Regions from separate parts of the Zea mays genome. Here all the other regions are linked to region 1. The links are chromatin contacts, called in public Hi-C maps. All regions are on one chromosome and are shown on one strand. The core of a region is the stretch at or near the end of the contact, and the rest is flanking DNA. Distances in the headings are between cores, read along the strand shown.

The links. A called contact is a pair of places that touch in the nucleus more often than the background predicts.
Region 2: a Hi-C map of leaf shows a contact between it and region 1, with 5 times the contacts expected there. The contact joins the promoter of LOC103634833 here to the promoter of LOC542158 in region 1. A contact is called at or near these places in 7 of 25 Hi-C or Micro-C datasets (ear, leaf, leaf mesophyll and 2 more).
Region 3: a Hi-C map of ear shows a contact between it and region 1, with 1.9 times the contacts expected there. The contact joins the promoter of LOC100383238 here to the promoter of LOC542158 in region 1. A contact is called at or near these places in 3 of 25 Hi-C or Micro-C datasets (ear, tassel and an unstated tissue).

The regions. Positions count from the first base shown.
Region 1 is chr8:15,557,137-15,560,205 of Zm-B73-REFERENCE-NAM-5.0, reverse strand. It overlaps LOC542158 (thylakoid assembly 8), which reads left to right and starts at 1,253. Exons shown (of 1, transcript NM_001111780.2): 1 at 1,253-2,394. The coding sequence starts at 1,334. The coding sequence ends at 2,125. It overlaps LOC100281383 (importin alpha-2 subunit), which reads right to left. Exons shown (of 11, transcript NM_001154301.2): 11 at 2,488-2,980. The coding sequence ends at 2,822. LOC100273202 reads right to left here and starts at 66. Exons shown (of 9, transcript NM_001365687.1): 1 at 1-66.
Region 2 is chr8:15,298,146-15,301,564 of Zm-B73-REFERENCE-NAM-5.0, reverse strand. It overlaps LOC103634833 (probable LRR receptor-like serine/threonine-protein kinase At3g47570), which reads left to right and starts at 1,946. Exons shown (of 2, transcript XM_008657423.3): 1 at 1,946-3,419. The coding sequence starts at 2,296. It also overlaps a transcript of LOC100192076 not described here.
Region 3 is chr8:15,884,638-15,888,105 of Zm-B73-REFERENCE-NAM-5.0, reverse strand. It overlaps LOC100383238 (sequence-specific DNA binding transcription factor), which reads left to right and starts at 2,028. Exons shown (of 13, transcript NM_001175900.1): 1 at 2,028-3,283. The coding sequence starts at 2,069.

The sequences.
Region 1 (3,069 bases), core at 4-2,503:
AGCACACGGACACAGGTAGAGAGTGTTGATGATTGGAGCATCGGAGGAGTTGGCTAGGACTGGAAGTGACTGACAGCCAATGGACACAACCGAATGGCCGGTGACTAGATGAGAATTTTGGGGAGACGTGGAACGGATGGAAGCCATGGAGTGGTTATTCTCTATTCTCCCGCCGGTTAGTTTGCTTGGCTAGGCTGGCAGTAGATCTGAACGGGAAGGGAGACAATTAGGCAATATGGTGTTAAAAACTTTATTACGGTTAGTTTAAGAATTCTATTTTCTCAATAGATTCATTTTTTCTTTTTTCAAGAAAAAATGAACTAATATCTTTAGAAAAATAAAAATTCCTTAAGAAATAGGATCGTCAAAATAGCCCTGAGGACTAATTTTCCAACTACAAGGAATTTTCATTTTCCAAGAAAAAATAAAATAATTTCTTTTGAGAAAATAGTATTGCCAAACTAGCTCTTATAGCTAGTTTAGAAACTTAAATCTTAAAAGAGAGATTTAAGTTTCTAAACTAGACATTAACTAGAGCATCTCCAACAAGTTATATTTGAGTCTTAAAATTTAAAATATAACCTGATTTGAAGTGTTTAGGGCCACAAAAACATTTGCAGATATAACAGTTGAGTTACATATCATATTATTTAGTAACATTTAGAATAATGTACAAAATGAGGATAGAGCTCTATCGTTATGGGCATATATTTAGAACCTGAGAATCTAAATTCTATACTTATTTGATGAATTATGAAATAGAACCCCCTATTGAGGCATTTTGTGTTAAAGTCTTATATTTTAAAAATACAACTTCATTTAAAACTTATGTTGGAGATGAAGGAGTGCTTCCTTGACTAAAGTTTAGTTTATGTTATATCAGATATTTGAATGTAATTATAAGTATTAAATGGAGCCTAATTACAAGAATAAGAGCATGTTTAGATGCTATGTGCTAAATTTTATCATGGTGCTAAAGTTTAGCCATTTTAAATAGATATTTTAATATGTGCTAAAGTTTAGAAATATTAAGTGCAGTATAATTATAAAAGTAGTTATAAAAAACAACACTAAACTGGAAGACGAATCTATTAAACCTAATCATGAGTAAGTTAAACTTAATAAATTTATCTCGATATTTAATCATCATCTATATATTTAGTCTAGTTAGACTATATTAAATATATTCATAAAATTGTTATTCAAAACCAAACACCTCAGATACTGAAAGACGGAAGATAGGCAATCACATGGAACCCAAAATCCGCAGCATCCACTGACTTCCTCTGTTCTCTTTCTCCTACCGCTTCGTGGCTTCCCTGCTTCCGCTCCAATGGCGTCTCTCCTCTTGGTCCCGCGCCTCACCCGGAGCCCATGTTCCAACCCAGGACCCAGTGCCGGTCACAAGCCTAGGCCCGTGTCCATCACCTGCGGGCCGCGCGACAACCGCGGGCCCCTCCAGCGCGGCCGCTCCCTCTCCACGGAGGCCATCCTGGCGATCCAATCCCTGAAGCGCCTCACCTCCGCCGACCGCTCGCCGGCGGCTGCCTCGGCCGCAGCAGCCACCGCCCTGGGCCGCCTCCTCAAGGCCGACCTCGTGGCCGCCATGGCCGAGCTCCAGCGGCAGGGCCACTGGTCCCTCGCCCTCGCCGCGCTCCACATCGCCCGCGCCGAGCCCTGGTACCGCCCAGACCCGGCGCTGTACGCCACCTTCGTGTCCTCCGCGCCGCACTCGCCCTCCGGCGGCGAGGGAGACGCCGAGGCCGCCGTTGACGCGCTCGTGGAGGCGTTCCTGGAGGAGAAGGCGAGCGGCGGCGGGTTCGTGGACGGGGAGGAGGACGTGTACAAGCTCACGAGGCTGCTGCGCGCGCTGGTGGCCAAGGGCAGGGGCCGCGCGGCGTGGAGGGTGTACGAGGCGGCCGTCAGGAAGGGAGGCCTCAACGTGGACGCGTACGTGTACAGGGTGATGGCGCGGGGGATGAAGCGGCTGGGCTTCCAGGAGGAGGCGGCGGAGGTGGAGGAGGACTTCGCGGAATGGGAGACCACGGTCTCACCGCCCGCCAGGGACGTGCTCGACGAAATGCGAGCAAGAGACGAGATCAAAACCACTGCTGCTGCCTCCTAGTCCTATAGCCCACCAGGGTTTTTTTAGCTGATAAATGGGTTTGGTTGGTGCTAGAATTTGTCATGCTACTGCAACAACGGTGATACTGATACGTCTTCTTTAGAAATCATACGGCCATTAGGCCACTAACAGAAAGTGTTTTAGCGGTTGACCATCGCAATTGCAGGACATACACCCTTACAACTAGGTGTTGCCGCAATCTGTTCAAATTTCAAATTTGGATTGTCAAATGGTTGCTATAGAAAGAGAACAGCAGGGTTATTTATTTCATACTCCCTCAATCCCAAAATAAGTCTCCATATCATATTTCGAGGAGTTTAAACAATCTCAATTTAGACCAAATATATACCAAAAAACACTAGTTTTTATGGTACATTATAAACATCATCAGATTAATCAGTCATATATTTGTACTCTAAGAGCATCTCCAACATTTCCACACTTAAAATACGAGACGAAAAAATATTTTGAGATAGAGGAAGCACTGTGCAAGATGTCAGTCTATGTCTATCTAAGGTATCCACACTTAACATCTCCAGCTCACGGTCAGTTTCAACACATTCACATTTCCAGCTATATATTAGGGGCTAAATTACATGGAAACCATGATGAACGGCGCATCCTTCTGTTCCAGGATCGTTACATTTCAAACCCACAAATAGCTCCACGTTTACCCAGATGTATCGGCGGCACAACTCACAGGCCATAGTCTTCGCCAAAGTATTTATCAACCAAACCATTCGCCATATTCCTCATCATCTCGTTCTCATGGAACTGGAACCTCTCCATGGCCTCAATGCCGTCCTCTGTCTCCACGAGCTTTGGGCCCTGGCTGTCAGGGTATCCTCTCATCACCTGCCAAATGAATTCGAATTGAGGTGATATGAAAATGCAAGTAGACAAAAGATATGGCTGAACGCTTTTGACAAGTCAAATTTCAGATT
Region 2 (3,419 bases), core at 697-3,196, 260 kb after region 1:
GGTCATCCTCCGGAGGTGTTGGACTAACAGCCTTCCTCTTCTGGCTTCGGGCCTCTCTAAGAGAAAGGACATCCTGATTGGGATCCAGCGGCTGTAAAGTACCAGCTCCTGTCGCTGAAGCTTTTTTCGGCGGCATGACGAAGGTGATGCTTGCCGAAAGTGTTCAAGACTCAAAAATAGAAGTGTGTTCACCGGAGGTGGGCGCCAATGTTGGGGACTTGTTCTCAAATACTATAAATCAAGAACAAGGCAACACAAAATGTTAAATATCAAAAGGTCCTTCGTCCTACAAATCATTATTTCCTTTCGGACATAGTGAATTTAGGACGAAAGTTATGAAGGTCATACCTTCATAATCATAATAGAAAATGAAGAACATTTAAACAAAATATAGAAAGTGACACAATTATTGTAAATATTATTATTATTCTATTTCTTCTTTTTATTGCTTATTTGAACAAGAATAAGTTACAAGTGTACCTTCGGTTTGAAGGAGAAAAGTACAGGCGTGACGCAAAAGTGAATGCCCAGTCAGCGTGAACAGTACGGGGATACTATTCACCTATTTATAGACACGGGTCACAGCCCATGCAAAATTACATTAATACCCTTTACATTTATCAATAACTCTATGATAATTCTTCGAGGTCTAATATGGTTTTTCATCTTTAAGTCGGTTTCCTTTTCCGCCGCTGTCCCGAAGCTCTTCTACACGCAGCTTCGGCTTTGCGCCAACCTTCGTGTTCTTTGTGCTTCTTCATACCGTGGCTCTGATCCGAGTCCGAAGATACCTGTTAATGTACTTTACTCCAGAAACATTGTTAAATCATGTTTTTGAGGTCCTTCGGAAGCCGAAGGCCCCCAACAGTGACGTTCACAACGACAAGAAGGATTGAATTTGATGGTTTTCATTATCCATTGAACTTGCTTTGCAATACAACATTCTATATCTTAGGTTACATAAGGTACATCGCTAGAATAGAAAATATATGATAAGAAAGACACGTCAAAGAGTAATGCCAAAACTAATTAAAAGATGTGGATCAACAAAAAGGACCGCATGTTTTTTATACCAAAGATGTCGGCACAAATGGTGTAAGATGATTAAGATATATTTTTTTTATCGTCTAAGACTCTTTATTTGGTACTTTTTCTAGCATCAATTTTTACATATTGTTTGAGCTTTTAAAACGATATCGTTATATATGTTTTCTTTGAAACTATGCTACATGTAATACTCTACGGCTAGTAAGATTTTTAGCCTTATATGGGTTATCCTTGGCATAACATAACATGTTTATGGATCCGGAGACAAGGGGGCGAGCAATAAAATTTACTATATATTTATAATGACACAATATGAAATATAGATTTTTTTGTTAAAATAAATTTGTATCCAAGTAAAAAAAATCACATATTTTAAGCATAAAATTTGTCGCAAATTTCAGCCCAAAGTTGTCAGTGGATAGTTGATGTGCACGTCAAATTTTGTGCTTCACCTTGAATATATAACCATCTAAAACCAAATACATTATGATCACTTGTCGATTTGATAAAAAGTCTTGTCAAATTGTGTAAAAATTTCATATATAAAATAGTTTATGGATTATTAAGGTTAATGGACACTCTTCTGGTCTCAACTGCAATCACGAAGAGAGCCTTTTAGCTACAAAACTTATGAAGACACATCTACGAAATAAATGGAAGATTATTTTGTGTGAAGTTACTTCATAATCTATATTCATATGGAATTGATAGCTATAATCAACTCTCGTGATATAATCAAAGCTTTTAATTTGAATGATCATCGTAAAAGCAAATTAATTGACCTTTGTTGGAGTTAATTAATATACAATTATATGGTGTAAGTCTTTTTTTATTAATTTATTATCTATGCTATACGTAAATTAGTATGCACATGTTTATATATTCTATAATATTTTTTTATCTTATAATATTTGATGAATTGTTCGACCCCTTTTATACTATAATCCTGGCTCCGCTCCTGGCTGCCGTAGATGACTAGTCAATTTGTTATTGAATTGGCTAGTTTTTTTTTAACGAAGACAATCGGAGCCGAGTGGGCTAATGAATTTCATTTCTTTAAAATCTAAATGGATTCGACGTTCGATCCTGGTAAATGCATGTAGGTCCCCACCACTTTGACAATGCAGGCGCACACCTATATATTTAGAGCAGCTCGCATACCATCTTGGAGCGCAGCGGACCCTCTCCGTCTCCGCACACCCAGTCAATCACCCAGTCAGTCTCAGTCAATACTCGACGCCGGCTGACATGGTAAAGCACCGAGACCCAGTGAACCTGCTGGTGCTGTCCGCCTCCATGTGCCTGCTTTGGACTCTCGCGGCGGCCACACAGGCCAACGACGAGGCCGCACTTGACGCCATCAAGGTCGCGGCGGTCCATGGCGGGCCTGGCGGCTATGGAGACGTACTTGCCTCGTGGAACGGTAGCGCAGGCGGCGGCGGCGGGTACTGCAGCTGGGAAGGGGTGAGGTGCCGAGGCAGCGGCAGGCGGCGTCGAGTGGTGGCGCTGTTCCTACCCTCTCGCGGGCTCACCGGCGTCCTCTCCCCGGCGGTTGGTAACCTTTCGTCCCTGAGGCTTCTCAACCTGAGCTCCAACGCCCTCAGCGGCGCCATCCCCGCGAGCCTCGGCCGCCTGCGCCACCTCCGTGCGCTTGACCTAAGCTACAACGCCTTCTCCGGTAAGCTCTCCGCCGCCAACCTAAGCTCATGCACCAGCCTGGTGGACTTGCGCCTCCAGTCCAACCACCTCCGCGGAGGCCTGCCCTCTGAGCTCGGCAACAAGCTCGCACGCCTCGAGGAGCTCATACTGTTTCGAAACAACCTCACTGGCACCGTACCGGAGTCCATAGGCAACCTGTCGTCGCTTCGTGTCATGTCCCTCGCATTCAACCAGCTACAGGGCGCCATCCCTCGTAGCCTCGGCAGCATCGTAGGCCTCACGAGACTTGACCTCGCCTTCAACTACCTCTCCGGCGAGCCCCCACGCTCTCTGTACAACCTGTCGTCGCTGGAAAGACTGCAGATCCAAGCGAACAAGCTCAATGGTACCATCCCCGCCGAGATCGGCAGCAGATTTCCCAGCATGTCGATCCTTAGCCTCTCTTGGAACCAGTTCACGGGATCCATCCCCGCTTCGCTCACTAACCTCACGACGCTCCAGCGGGTCGAGCTCTCTGTAAACATGCTCCACGGGCGCGTGCCTCCGGCGCTGGGGAGACTCAGAGGTCTGCAGCTCCTGTACTTGTTCCAAAACGAGCTGGAAGCAGACGACAGAAACGGGTGGGAATTCATGGCTTCCCTGTCAAACTGTACCCAGCTCCAGGATCTAAACATCGCCGACAACAGCTTCACAGGGCGGCTGCCAGGTTCGGT
Region 3 (3,468 bases), core at 779-3,278, 330 kb before region 1:
TACCCCAACCACCCCACCATTCATGGTATCCAAGTTCTTCACTTCCCAACTACTACAAGAGCTCTAGCATTCAATTCTAGACACACCAAAGAGATCAAATCCTCTCCAAATTCCACATAACGTCCTAGTGATTAGAGAGAGTGATTTGCTTGTGTTCTTTCGAGCTCTTGCGCTTGGATTGCTTTCTTCTTTCTTGATTCTTTCTTGTGATCAAACACTCACTTGTAATTGAGGCAAGAAGCACCAATTGTGTGGTGGCCCTTGCGGGAAGTTTGATTCCCAAGTGATTTGAGAAGAGAAGCTCACTCGGTCCGAGGGACCGTTTGAGAGAGGGAAGGGTTGAAAGAGACCCGGCCTTTGTGGCCTCCTCAACGGGGAGTAGGTTTGAGAAAACCGAACCTCGGTAAAACAAATCCGCGTGTCTCACTTCATTATTCGCTTGCGATTTGTTTTGCGCCCTCTCTCGCGGACTCAATTATATTTCTAACGCTAACCCGGCTTGTAGTTGTGTTTATATTTGTAAATTTCAGTTTCGCCCTATTCACCCCCCCTCTAGGCGACTTTCATGCGCGCTGTTGGAGGGGTGGGCCGTGTTGCAGGCCGAGTTGGCCTTCGCTCTGCATGAGGGCGATCTCTTGTTCAAGCTCCTGAGCCTTCTGCTCTTCGTCGCGTATCATCTGTCGCACCTTGGCTTGTGCGGACACGCGTTGGCGCTTGGCCTCGAGGATCTCTTTTTGCTTCTGGAGGTTGCGGTTCTTGATGCGCAAGGCGCGCAGTTGTAGCTGTTCTTCTGCCGAAACGCCGATGACTTCGCCGTCCTCGGTGGCGTTCGCGCCCTCTGGTGGAGCGAAGCCTGGGGGAAGTTGTGGTTGTCCTCCAGAGCTGCAGGTGCGGAGATTGCCTTCGGGAGTGGGTTGCTCGTTGCGCTGCCTCTTGCTGAGTGCGTCGTCTTCGCAGGCCTCTTGGTGGGTGGTGTCGACAAGGGCCTTGCCCTTTTTCTCGGCCAGCAGTGCTGCCTTCGCAGCCTCGTCAGCCTTCGAGGTAGCTCTCTTGGGTGCCATCGCGGGTGGTTTTTTCGTAGCACGAACGGTGGGCGCCAAATGTTGGAACTCGTTTTCCTGGGCGAGTTGATCCAACGTGGGAGTGAAAGCGATGTAAACAAGGTTTCAACTTGAGATGGCAATAGCTCTGTTAATCTGGCCTCTCAAGGGCACTGTGCGGGGGTATTTATAGGTGTCTGAGTGCCCAGCGTCAAGGATTAAGGACACATGTGCCCTCAGGTGCCTAGGTTCCCCTGAATATTCTCATTAAAGCAGGGTTACAGACTGTAATAACAGAAAAACCTTTACAATTTGAGCCCGTACTGCGCAGTGATAGCGCGGGGCCCGTTATGACGGGCCGGATTGCACGTGGGCTCCAGTGTTGGGCGACGCCGCGGGATGGGGCGACCTCGCCATAGGTCTTCGTCCTTTGGCGTGCCGGACGAAGAGTGAAGACTGCCGATCGTTGTCTCCGTTGGCGCAGCGAGATTGGCGAAGGCATCGAGCGAAGGGCAGGAGACAAGCAATGCGGTTGCCGTGCAGGGGAAGTAAGAGCATGGCTTCTCAAAGAAGAGTTCTGGCTTACGGTGGAAGCTTGTCAATTTCAAAACATATTTTCGTACCGATAATATACTATGCGGCGCTTTATCGACAACAGTTACACAACAACAAAACAAGCAATGTAATTAATATTGACAATTTGAATTTATTAATTTAAAAATTAATAAATACATTTTTGACGCATCATTTGTGTAGCGTGAAATGAGAAGAAAACAAAGAAAAATGAAAAAAAATGTAAAAAAGGAATCTGTTAACACTGTAGCTTTAGGGGACAGAATTTAGAGGACGATGCTGGAGACTGAGAATATATAGATGACAAAATTTTTTAGAGTGTTCTGTAAACAGAGAATATTGCTTTAGGGGACGGGAATTTAGGGGACACTACTGCTGGAGAGTCTCAGTCCTCACAGATCGCGCGCGCACCAGCACCACCACTGCCGTCTCCGGCGACGACCACGCCGCCGGCCATGCCGTCCTCCTACGCTGCCGCTGCAGCCGGATCCTCTTCCCGCAAGCCGAATCGCACCTCCAGCGCTGCCGCACCCACTCTTCGCCCACCAGCACCCTCACCGTCGCCGGCACCCGCTCCCCTGGCGGTGAACCCTAGCGTCATCTCTGATTCCGACCCCTCCTCCTACTCATCTTCCTCTGCGGATGAGGCCGATTTCGCCGCCTCCGACTCCGCAACTGCCTCTGTTGTCTCTGCCTACCTCTCGGTTGCTGGCGAGGGGGCCGACCTCTCGAAAGTTGGCATTTTCCTCTCATCCGCCGCGCGCCGCCGATCGCCGCCGTGCCTTATCTGCTTCGATCCTATACGCCCCTCTGACCCGGTGTGGTCATGCTCTTCATCCTGCTTTGCCATCCTCCACCTCCCCTGCATCCAGTCATGGGCGCACCAGTCAGCATCCGGGCCCGCCGTGCCGTGCCCAACCTGGGGATGCCCCAAGTGCCGCTTCGCCTACCCCAAGTCCGAGATCCCCTCCTCCTACGTCTGCTTCTGCTCCAAGACCATAGACCCGGCTCCGGACCCCTGGATCCTCCCCCACTCTTGTGGCGACGTCTGTGGCCGCCGTCTTGATGCGAATCTCGACTCCGGCTGTGAGCATACCTGCCTGCTGCTGTGCCACCCAGGGCCATGCCCGCCATGCCCGGCCGTTGTTCCTAAAGCGACGTGCTTCTGTGGAGTGCACCGGGAGCCCCGACGCTGCGCACATCAGCGTTACTCTTGTGGGGGGAAATGCAACAAACGTCTTAGCTGTGGACTCCACCACTGTCCAGTGGATTGCCATGATGGCCCCTGCCCGCCGTGTGCAGTGCTGGGGAGTCACAAATGTGAGTGTGGAGAGATATTGGAGGAGAAATTGTGCTCTGAAAGGATTTTCCAGTGCAAGAGGGAGTGTGGTGGGATGCTAGATTGCGGTAAGCATAAGTGTGAGAGGGGGTGCCATGGGGGCAAGTGTGGGGAATGCCCACTCCGAGGTCGACGCACTTGCCCGTGTGGGAAGAAAAATTATCCAAGGTTGGAGTGTGATGCAGAGGCTGCCACATGCGGATCAACTTGTGAGAAGGTGCTTGGGTGTGGACGACACAGGTGCCCTGAGCGCTGCCATCGTGGGCCATGTGATGGGACTTGCCGTCTTGTGGTTACTAAGGCCTGCCGTTGCGGGGGGTTGAAGAAGGAGGTACAGTCTTATCTAGTTTATTTACAATGGATCAATCCATGTAAGCGGATAAATCGAACAAATGAATTATCTGGTTATATAAATTCAAAATTCAACTTAGAGACACTCTGTTGATAGTGTCACCAGGTTGCAGGTCCGAAGCAGCCTCTCCGCATTTGCGGGGAGAAGGCTTGCCTCAATTTATC